Linked DNA regions of Mus musculus: region 2 is linked to region 1. Evidence: chromatin contacts called from public HiChIP or PLAC-seq data. All regions are on one chromosome and are shown on one strand. Each heading gives the region's core, a stretch centred on a gene start, on an enhancer-like site or on the middle of the called end of the contact. The rest is flanking DNA. Distances are from core to core; before and after follow the strand shown.

Region 1 (5,155 bases), core at 466-2,965:
AGCAGGCAGTAAGCGCTTTGGGTTTGTTGTTTGTTTGTTTGTGAAGAAGAAAGTAAATATTTTAGCTTTGAGGCACACAGCCTCTGTTGTAGCCATGCAGTTATTGTTTCAGTATGTGCAGCAACAGACAGAAAGTAAACTGGCATGTCTATTTTCCAGTTAAACTTAGACCCTGAAGTTTGAATTTTCACATATCATGAAATGCTCGTCCTTTCCTCTTTCAACCATGTAAACATGTAAAACTAATCTTGGTTTACAAGCCACTTAGAAACCTGGGGCAAGCTGAAACTAGATTTCTATAGAAAAAGTTTGCAGGTCCCTAATGAGGATTATGATAAAAACAAACAAACAACAAACAAAACAAAGAAAACACTAGTGTGACAAGTAACTAGGGGCTAGGTGGAGGGTTGCTGAGAGAAGCCTTGCTAGGGAGAACTTGAATTATGGCCTGAAAGATGGAAGAGCTTTTCTGACAGGTGGAAGTGTGAAGAAATGACCATGTTCCTTGCATCGAAGTCCCCATACACCATGCTCTTCTTGCTTTTGTGCCTGTATGTATGTATGTATGTATGTACTCCATGTATAGCATGGCATGTGTGTGGAGGTCAGAGGAGGCTTAGCAGTAAGCACCTTTATTCACTAAGCCATTTCACTGGCCCAACCTTTGGGTCTTTTCATCCTGTTATATTCCACTAGTTTATTGCTGTTCCCCATCAATTGTAAAAAATCTTGTTAAAGAATTTTTTTTGTTTTTGTGTTTTTGAGACAGGGTTTCTCTGTATAGCTCTGGCTGTCCTGGAACTCACTCTGTAGACCAGGCTGGCATCGAACTCAGAAATCTGCCTGCCTCTGCCTCCCGAGTGCTGGGACTAAAGGCATGCACCACCACACCCGGCTGAGATTTTTTTTTTTTTTTGAGTCAGGGTTTCTCTCTGTAGCCCTTGCTATTCTAGAGCTATGTAGACCAAGCTGGCCTTGAAGAGCTCAGAGCTTCTGTCTGTTCACCACCATGCCTAGTTATTATAAAATCTTACAAGTTAAAAAAAAATAATTCTCACGTAGTTGCTTTCTTTAAATGTTCAGAGTGGTTTTCTAGCCTATATATGAACAGCTTTAATGATAAAAAAATTCATGACTTCCAGGTAGTCTATGCTGTTATAAATGTAACTATTACAATATTCGTTCTGTGAGATTGATCTTTTTACCTGGGAGGGAACCTGCAGGTGGTTGTACCTCATTCCAGGCTTAGGCTTCAACATTGGTGTGTGGACAAAAATCACTCACATAGAGTGCAAACTGTACTTGACAACCCTTTAAACTGCTCAGAAAATAGTGTGCATTTTTTGTATATATAATCATTTAGAGTTTTTGGAGACTCCGAGCTTCACTGGAGGAAGAAACAGGAGAAAGGAATTTTTATGCAGATATGCAGGCCTCCAAACCCTTTGCTTTTAAAAATAGTTACCTAATCTCTAGCAGAGTGTGGGAAATGGAGAATTCCGATGGATTGCTAGCTTCATTCAGACTTTAATTCTATTGTTACATTAAGTCTACATCACATTAATAAATGCTTATAGCTTCCTGTGAATATTAAGGTGACTTGTAGGTAAGGACATGCATGGGACAAAAAGTAGCAATATATGTATCCGGTCCTGTGAAAAGTTGAGAAAAACTTGGCCACCTGCTTCCTGTCTTTCCCTCTTGGTATTTCCTGTTATGGCTCTAGGGAACAGCTGTCACTTTCTTTGCCTTGACTATTGGTCACATCTTACAGAAGTCACTTGTGTGTTAAATGGGTGCATGATGATTATTTTTGCCACATGGCTCTTAAAGTATTTGAGCATTGCCATTGTGTTGCCATTCAACTTTTTACATTTTAGGGATGCTTTTTGTTTGTTTTTCTATCAAAGGGAGATGTTTTTACATTTTCTATTTTTTTCATTTCTGTTTGCCTTTTTCTAGTTACTTTACTATATGGATTGTTCTTATATATGTTTCTGTTTATCACTTCTTCACTTTGGTGCCCTGAAGTATATGTTATGATGCAAACTCAAGTTTGATCTTCTTCCTGAAGCCTTCGCTTAAAACTCCTACCACTTTATACTCCTACCACTTTATACTCCTACCACTTTATACTCCTACCACTTTATACTCCTACCACTTTATACTCCTACCACTTTATACTCCTACCACTTTATACTCCTACCACTTTATACTCCTACCACTTTATACTCCTACCACTTTATACTCCTACCACTTCTCAGACTTTTGGCTGTGATCAGGTGCAGACTTTATGTCTCTCCACTGTCACTTCTGTCCTTTAATGCTTTCTTATATTCTGTTTCATGCACTATCACTACTTCACATTGAGACCTTCATGAAAGCAAAGATCATATTTTAGGCATTTTTCTTTTCTTTTGTGGTTCTGGGGATCGCACCCAGAGCCTTGTGCATGCTAGGCAAGCACTCTACTACCAAGTAACATTTATAGCTTTTCTTTTGGTGTATGTGTATGTGTGTGTTTGTGACTGTGTATGTGTTTGTCTCCTTCTGTGTGTACATGTCTGTCTGTCTCTGTGTTTCTGTGTCTCAGATCCACTGAGTAAAATAGCAGGCATATATTCCATCACAAAGTGTTTTTTTTTTTTAATTCTTTAAAATTAAACTTATTTTAAGGGTACTATTGGATTTCCAGAAGTATTATGAAGCTAGAACTGAGAATTCTTGACTCTCTTGTACTGTTTTCTCTTTTATCAGCATCTTGTTTTTGTTTTTTGTTTTTTTGTTTTTTTTTTTTGGTTTTTTTTGAGACAGGGTTTCTCTGTGTAGCCCTGGCTGTCCTAGCACTCACTTTGTAGACCAGGCAGGCCTCGAACTCAGAAATCCGCCTGCCTCTGCCTCCTGAGTGCTGGGATTAAAGGCGTGCACCACCACGCCCGGCCTCAGCATCTTACATTAATGTGCTTTTGTTACATTTAATGAATCAATATTAATAGATTATTATTAAATTCTCTCTTTCCAGCCCTTTTCCTAATGCCCCTTTCCAATCCCTAGATCCCACCAAGGATACCTCATTACACTCAGTAGTTTTTCCATCTCCCCTCTTCTTTTGCTTGGGATAATTTCCCAGTCATTTCTTATACTTTTGAAATGACTGCTCAGATGTTTTTGTAGCATGCCTTTCAATTAGGGTTTGTCTGTTTCTGTCATAGTTAGACAGGTGTGTAATGTGGCTTTGGAAGGAAGATCACAGAGGTTAAACATAATTTTTTAGAAAAACTTGTGTATGTGTATGTGTTTGGGTTTGGGTATGTCCATTTGAGTGCATTTACCTGTGGAGGCCAGAAGTAGGCATCAGATTCTCTGAAGCGAGAGTTACAGGCAGTTGGATGTGAGTCTTCTACTAAGTGCTCTTAACCACGTAGTCATCTTTCCAAACACCTAGAATATTATTCTTACCAGCTGTCAAGACTGTAGCAATTCAGTGTTGATGTTAATCTGTATTACCTGCCTGGGAAAAAGTCAGTATGCCCAGGTCACTTAGGAGTGAAAAGTTCACTTATTTTTGTTTGTCAGACTGTTCAAGCTCCAGGAGCTCTTTTGCTCAGCTTCTTTACATGTCCCACTGTTGTATATATGTGTTTCATTTCTCATTTTCCTACAGTGTGAGATGTCCAAGACTCAGCCTGTAGGTTTTCTAGTCCAGTCCTATAAATCCTAGAAGCCATGGTGTGGTTGTTGGGTGTGCTTATTTGCTCCTGGAAAGTTGTCACTCCCAGACTCTCTCAGATGATGGAGAAAGGAGTTGATGCAGCATGCAAAGTCTTTGACACCATGTTGTCACTAAGTATTTCTATGTATAAAAATACTAGAGCCTGTGACTCTATTAAAGCAAACAGAAGGGCCCAATGTCCCTAACTCTTAACCACATTCTCCTCCTTGTTAACTGAATTTTTATTTTATTTTATTTTATTTTATTTTATTTATTAGTGTATGGGTGTTTCATCTGCATGTCACAGGTGTGCAGTGTCCATGGTGGCCAAAAGAGGGCATTGGATTCACCTGGGACATTATAGATGATTTTCAGCTATGATGTGGGTGCTGGAAATGGAACCTGAGTTTTATATTGATTTGGCAAGTATTGTGAAAAATAATAGAACCAAGAATTGGCTAGGAGGCTGTTGGCTGTCAGCAGTCCTTTCTCCCTAGGTTATAGGCTGGCTGGAATGACACATGAAATTCTAGTCTTGATTTTTCAAAGGGGCTTAGGAAAGTTTTTTGTGTAATTCCTGTTTATTCTCAAGTATCCAGTGTATGTGGCTCCTTTAGTCAGATAAGGAGAGTGGACAGGGGTGGCTAGATCCAACTTGGTATAAGCCTCTATGGAAGACTACTTTTTCTTCATTTATTTATTTAAAGGTACTGTTGAGTACTCTAATATCTGGTGGTTCTGTTCTAGGTTTTTAAGATCTAATGTGTAAAAATTTGTGTCTTATTAGAGTTTATGTTCTAGTGGATATGCAGTAGCAGATTGAGGCCAAAACTCGTTTGTAAACTTTGGCTAGTACTGTCATAATGCAGTGGGTTTCAGAAAGCCCAGGGAGGGTTGTTTTAAGTTCCTTTTACAGACATTGTGGGGAAAACAGGAAGCAATTGAGCAGCTTCCTGACAGACGTGATTGTGCAGGGAGATTAAGATCACCAAAGTTTATTCTCTCCTGTTTAAGATTCTTCTGTGCATTGGCAGTTGATGAGAGTGATCTTGTGGCATTTCAAATCAGCAGCAAGACATTATAGTCAAGACAGTATGCCAGATGATGGTATTTAGACAATAATATTTAAGAATCTCCTTGACAGGTCTTTGTAATGCATAATATAATTCCTAAAGTGGTTTTGTTTAATTTTTTAATACAATTATTTTATATATAGAGATGCCTATTCCCCACAGAAGTCACCTTGGGTCCCCTGAGAAAGCAAGTACTTTTAACTGCTGTGTCATTTCTTCAGCCCCCTGGTTTGAAAAGGGCAGCAGCTCCGCTGGAACTGGAGTAACAGAGTCTTATGAACCACCCTGTGAGTATTAGGAACCAGACCCAAGTCCTCTGCAAAAGCAGCCGATGCTCTTAACCACTGAGCCCTTTGTTTGACTTTTGTTT
Region 2 (5,286 bases), core at 298-2,797, 1.7 Mb before region 1:
CTTTCACAAGTTCCTAAGGGATGCTGGGGTTTTTGTTTTGTTTGCTTTTGTTTTTCAAGACAGGGATTCTCTGTGTAGCCAAGGCTGTCCCGGAATGCTATAGACCAGGATGGCCTTGAACTCAGTTATCTGCCTGCCTCTGCCTCCTGAGTGCTAGGATTTAAGACTTGTGCCATCACACCTGGCTTAAATTAAATTTACTTTTGTGTGTGTGTGTCTAGGGTTTCTTCCACATTCACATTCAGGTTCTGGAGGTCAAACTCAGGTCACCAGGATTGGTGACAAGCATTATCTGCTGTGCCATCTCTCCACTCCTTATTGTTCTCCACTAATTATTCCTTAATTTCTTATCAAGTTCTCCAGGAAATGTATCTGGGGTCTACAGTTTCTTTTTTGTAATTTATTTTATTTTATTTAAAGATTTATTTACTATATGTATGTGAGTACACTGTAGCTGTACAGATGGTTGTGAGCCCTCGTGTGGTTGTTGGGAGTTGAATTTTGTTAGGACCTCTGCTATTCCGGTCAGCCCCACTTGCTCCTGTCAACTGTGCTCGCTCAGTCCCTGCTTGCTCCGACCCAAAGATTTATTATTATACATACACTGTAGCTGTTTTTAGACATACCAGAAGAGGGCGTCAGATCTTATTATGGGTGGTTGTGAGTCACCATGTGGTTGCTGGGATTTGAACGCAGGACTTCCAGAAGAGCAGTCAGTGCTCTTACCTGCTGAGCCATCTTGCCAGCCCTCTTTTTTGTAATTTATGTATCCCTCCACGTTTTGTAGATAACTGAACTTCTGATCCTCCCTGCCTCTTTCTCTCTGGTTGATTGGGTATAAGAATGCCACACTAAAGCCGCACGCCTTTGATCCCAACACTCAGAAGGCAGAGGCAGGCAGATTTCTGAGTTTGAGTCCAGCCTGGCCTACAAAGTGAGTCCCAGGACAGCCAGGGTTATACAGAGAAACCCTGTCTCAAAAAACCAAAAAACAAAAAAGAAAACAAACAAACAAACAAACAAAAAAGAATGCCTCACTAGGCCATAGCTACATTCTTAGCCTTCTTTATGTAGATTTTTAAAAAAAAGTTCCAGACTTAATTACTGTGTTTGAGTTTGTCCTTTAGAACATAGGTATGGCTGTTTCCTCCTAGGCACACCATTTGTCATCCCTAGATAGGTGAAAGGTGGTGCTTGTTCAGCAATAGAGTGTGACTTGTACAGGGTTCACATGACCTCAGTCACACTAAAGGCTTTTTATAGTTAGTCTTGCTTCCTGTCTCTGTGTGAAGATGAACCAGAGGTCAGCCGCATGGGAGGGACTAAAAGCCTTAGCTTTGTCCTGTCTCTTAATATTTCACTAGATATCAGAGGTGACTTCCCAGGACTAAGTCTGTCATTTTGCACATGGTCTTCTAGCCCATTGATTGCTTTTTCTTTTGATTCTTTTCCTTGACTTCCAGGGTGCCACATGCTCTTTAAGGTCCTTCCTCGTCATACACAGGTCTAACCCTTTCTTCCCATGTCTGAATGGTTGGGTTGTATGGTCTGTTAGCACTTCCTGTCTTGTGTTCACTCTCTGTCTCAGCCTCCTCTCTGAGCAGTGTTCTCATCAGTCCTCCCTGGGGGCCGATCTTTCTTGGTAATCTCTCTAGTTATGCTCCATCCATTCTGTCTGCATATCCTCTTAAATGTTCAGAAGACCTAAACTATGTGATCAAACCTTGTCTGTTGCCCAAGCCTGCCCCTTTCTCTTGTTTAGCATCTCTCCTTCCACCATGTGGGATTGGGAGATTGAACTTGAATTCAGATTGTCACCTGCAGCTGGCTTCACCTCATCTTTGCTCTCACTGTCATGGTGACAGAGGCCAGGCATTTCTGCATGATTCTGAAAGCCTTCTGTTTTTTTGTTTGTTTGTTTGTTTTTGTTTCTGATTTGTTTTTGTTTTAGGTTTTTTTTTTTTTTTTTTTTTTTTTTTTTTTTTCCAGACAGGGTTTCTCTGTGTAGCCCTGGCTGTCCTGGAGCTCACTCTGTAGACCAGGCTGGCCTTGAACTCAGAGATCCACCTGCCTCTGCCTCCCAAGTGCTGGGATTTTTAGGGGCTCTGTGGACTTCTCTGGTTACAAATACTATTTGCTCCTTGCTGAGTATAGCAGAAGACAATGGGTGTCTATAATCCCAGCTGCTTGGAAGGCTGAGGCAGGAGGACTGAAATAGGTGTAAGGCCTTTCCTGCTCTTCACATTGCTCTGACTTTTCAGAAGAGAACTGATATCAGCCATTTTGTGGTTTCTTTCTTTTTTCTTTTAGACACTGATTAACACTTTTAGACAATGTGTTAATCAATGAAGTAAGCCTGACCCACATAGTGAGTGCCTGTGCAATCAGAACACAGTGAAACCGTGCCTAAAAGAAAAAAGAAAAAGCCCACGACTTCTTAGAGTTGACTTTGGGGCAGAGTGAGACATTGGACTCTAGTTCCCCTGTGCTACTTGTTGAAGAGATGTCTTTTTACCAATGATTATTTTGGGGGATCTTTGAAAAAAGCCTGGTAGAGGGACTAGGGAGATGTCTCAGCGGTTAAGAGCACAGTCTGCTCTTCCGAAGGTCCTGAGTTCGGGTCCCAGCAACCACATGATGGCTTACAACCTTCCTTAAAATCCTTAAAGAGATCTGACTCCCAGCCGGGCGTGGTGTCGAAAAATCCAAAAAAAAAAAAAAAAAAAAAAAAAAAAAGAGAGCTGACTCCCTCTTCTGGAATGTCTGAAGATAGCTACAGTGTACTTACATATAATAAATAAATCTTTTTGTTTTTTGTTGGTTTTTTTTGTTTTTGTTTTTGTTTTTGTTTTTTTTTTCGAGACAGGGTTTCTCTGTATAGCCCTAGCTGTCCTGGAACTCACTTTGTAGACTAAGCTGGCCTCCAACTCAGAAATCCGCCTGCCTCTGCCTCCCGAGTGCTGGGATTAAAGGCGTGCTCCAGCACGCCCGGTTTAATAAATAAATATTAAAGGAAAAAAAAAAAAGCCTGGTAGCTGTAGCCTGTAGTCGTGTGGGCTGACATGTTGAAGTGAGTTTTATTTTTTGTTTCATTGATCCACATGGCCACTTTATCAGTCTTAGTATGGTTTCAGAGCCTCTGATTGACAGCCACATGGTTCCCATGTTTTTGACACCTCTGATTGGCTGCCACATATTCTTCACATTTCTGAAGCCTCTAATTGGCTGCCTCATGTTCCCCACGTACTGTTTCTCCTCTTCCACTGGATCATCTATTCTCCGTAGCACCCAATGCTAGGTTTACTCTCCTATTTTGGCTCTGTTGCTTCAGGATTTCTCCATTGTTTTTATCATGGAAGCATCCCCAAGAAACTACCTTCACTCGTTAAAAACTAATTATTTACATTCCTGAACAGCTGCCAGAGAGGAGGGACTGAGTGGACTTTCCACCATAGTAGTATGTGGGGAGCACTTCCTGTAGTGTGAGTGCAAACTGATGCACATTTTTGTACTAAACACAACAGGTCACCATGCCCGTTATACCTCCAGCTCCCCCACCCCACCCTCAAATGAACACATTGGACGGTCACAGTTTAAAGAGAGCTATTTAGGACTTAAATGGAATATGAAAAACAAGGCACATAATTTCAGAGGAAACATGAATTCCAATTTCTCAGAGAATATGAATGAAGGGAACCATGCTGTGCTTGGAAAAATACAGAGTTCTTGCAGTTAAAAAATGTAGAATATAATTCTAACAACACTGGCAGAATTGCATTATACACTCTACCCATATGAGAAACCAGAGTAACCCATTCACTGTATAACATAAAATGTGCTGAGTACTCGGATTGATTTCTTCTGTGAGGGGCTATATCGGAATAACCCTTAACTATTTCTTTCCTTTGAGGAATTCAAACGTAAGAGTTTAAAGTATTAAACTGGAGCCCTGGGACATAGCTTAGGCAGCAAAGCTCTTGTCTAGAAAGCTTGAGACAGAATCCACATAAAAAGGTTGGATGTGGTGGCACACATCCGCAACCCTAGCCACGGTGAGCTGGGAAGTGGAGACAGTTAGATCCATGGGACTCTGGCCTGGCTTACTTGGTGACATTACACACCATGTGTGACAGACAGATGCCTAGTCTCACATACAGAATGTAGTATCTGAGATATCCTCAGACGTCCACACACGTGCGTGCACACATACATGCACACACCAGCACAACACACATACCCCTCTCTGCATGAACACACATTCCTAACATGCACAAAGTATTAATAAGCTGGAAACCGTGTGTGTGTGTGTGTGGGTGGGGGCGTATCAGGGCTCAAACTCAGGGACTGATACATGCTAGGCAAGCATGCTACCTCTGATATGCACACTCGGTCGTGAAAAATATTTATCTTTACAATAAAAGTCTTCTGAGTGGGCTCATGTTACTTAGTGAAGCTCCTTGCGGTGAACCCGCTGGTGGATGTGGAGGTTCGAGCTCTGGCTGAAGCCCTTGCCACACTTGCTGCACTCATACGGCTTCTCACCCGTGTGGACTCTCTGATGGATGAGGAGTTTGGAGCTCTGGCTGAAGCCCTGCCCACACTTGCCGCAGTGGTAGGGCTTTTCCCCGGTGTGTACTCGGAGGTGGATCCGAAGGTCTGAACTCTGGCTGAAGCCTTTCCCACATTCGTAACACTGGTACGGCTTCTCTCCCGTGTGGGTGCACCGGTGGATGTGGAGGTTCGAGCTCTGGCTGAAGCCTTTTCCGCACTCCCCACACTTGTAGGGCCTCTCTCCGGTGTGGACACGTTGGTGGATGTGCAGGTTGGATCGCTGACTGAAGCTCATACCGCACTCCTCGCACGCATACGGCTTCTCACCGGTGTGGACTCTCTTGTGGATGTGGAGCTTTGAGCTCTGGCTGAAGCCCTTCCCACACCTGTCACACTTGAAAGGTTTCTCACCGGTATGGACGGAATGATGGACAAGCAGACTCGAGCTCCTGGTGAAACCCTTCCCGCACTTGTCGCATTTGTAAGGTTTCTCAGCCATGTGGACTGCCTGATGCGGAAACGGGACTTGATTGGCCAGTGAAGGCCCTGCCACAATGCTCCCGCCCGCAGGCTTTTTCTTTCAGGTGGTCTCTCTGATGACTCATCAGTTCTGAGCTCTGAATGAAATCCTCACTACACCGATCACGCGTGCACAGTTGTTCTGAAGTGGGGATTTTCTTGAAGAGGTGACCATCTGGGTTGGTGATAAGCATCTCCTAGGAATCACCAGTCACC

Evidence for each region. HiChIP or PLAC-seq counts read pairs in DNA pulled down with a chosen protein or histone mark.
Region 2: a contact with region 1 is called in an H3K27ac HiChIP or PLAC-seq map of large pre-B cells, with 6 times the contacts expected there. The contact joins two enhancer-like sites. A contact is called at or near these places in 7 of 39 promoter capture datasets (the C10 cell line, cranial neural crest, embryonic stem cells and 4 more) and 3 of 115 datasets of contacts at active chromatin or transcription factors (embryonic stem cells, large pre-B cells and pancreatic cancer cells).

What each region holds. Positions count from the first base shown.
Region 1 is chr6:116,186,176-116,191,330 of GRCm38.p6, reverse strand. The region is part of intron 1 of Tmcc1 (transmembrane and coiled coil domains 1); the gene reads left to right. Among named protein-coding and RNA genes, the nearest start is that of Tmcc1, 4.6 kb to the left of the region's middle. Within about 2 kb of position 1,715, at least 11 of the 459 cell types and tissues checked have an H3K27ac peak or open chromatin away from gene starts, as enhancers often do. A contact at or near this core is called in pre-B cells, where this site is marked.
Region 2 is chr6:117,871,067-117,876,352 of GRCm38.p6, reverse strand. Zfp239 (zinc finger protein 239) reads right to left here. Exons shown (of 4, transcript NM_001001792.2): 4 at 3,587-5,286. The coding sequence starts at 5,050. The coding sequence ends at 4,445. Among named protein-coding and RNA genes, the nearest start is that of Gm38882, 5.9 kb to the left of the region's middle. Within about 2 kb of position 1,547, at least 38 of the 459 cell types and tissues checked have an H3K27ac peak or open chromatin away from gene starts, as enhancers often do. A contact at or near this core is called in pre-B cells, where this site is marked.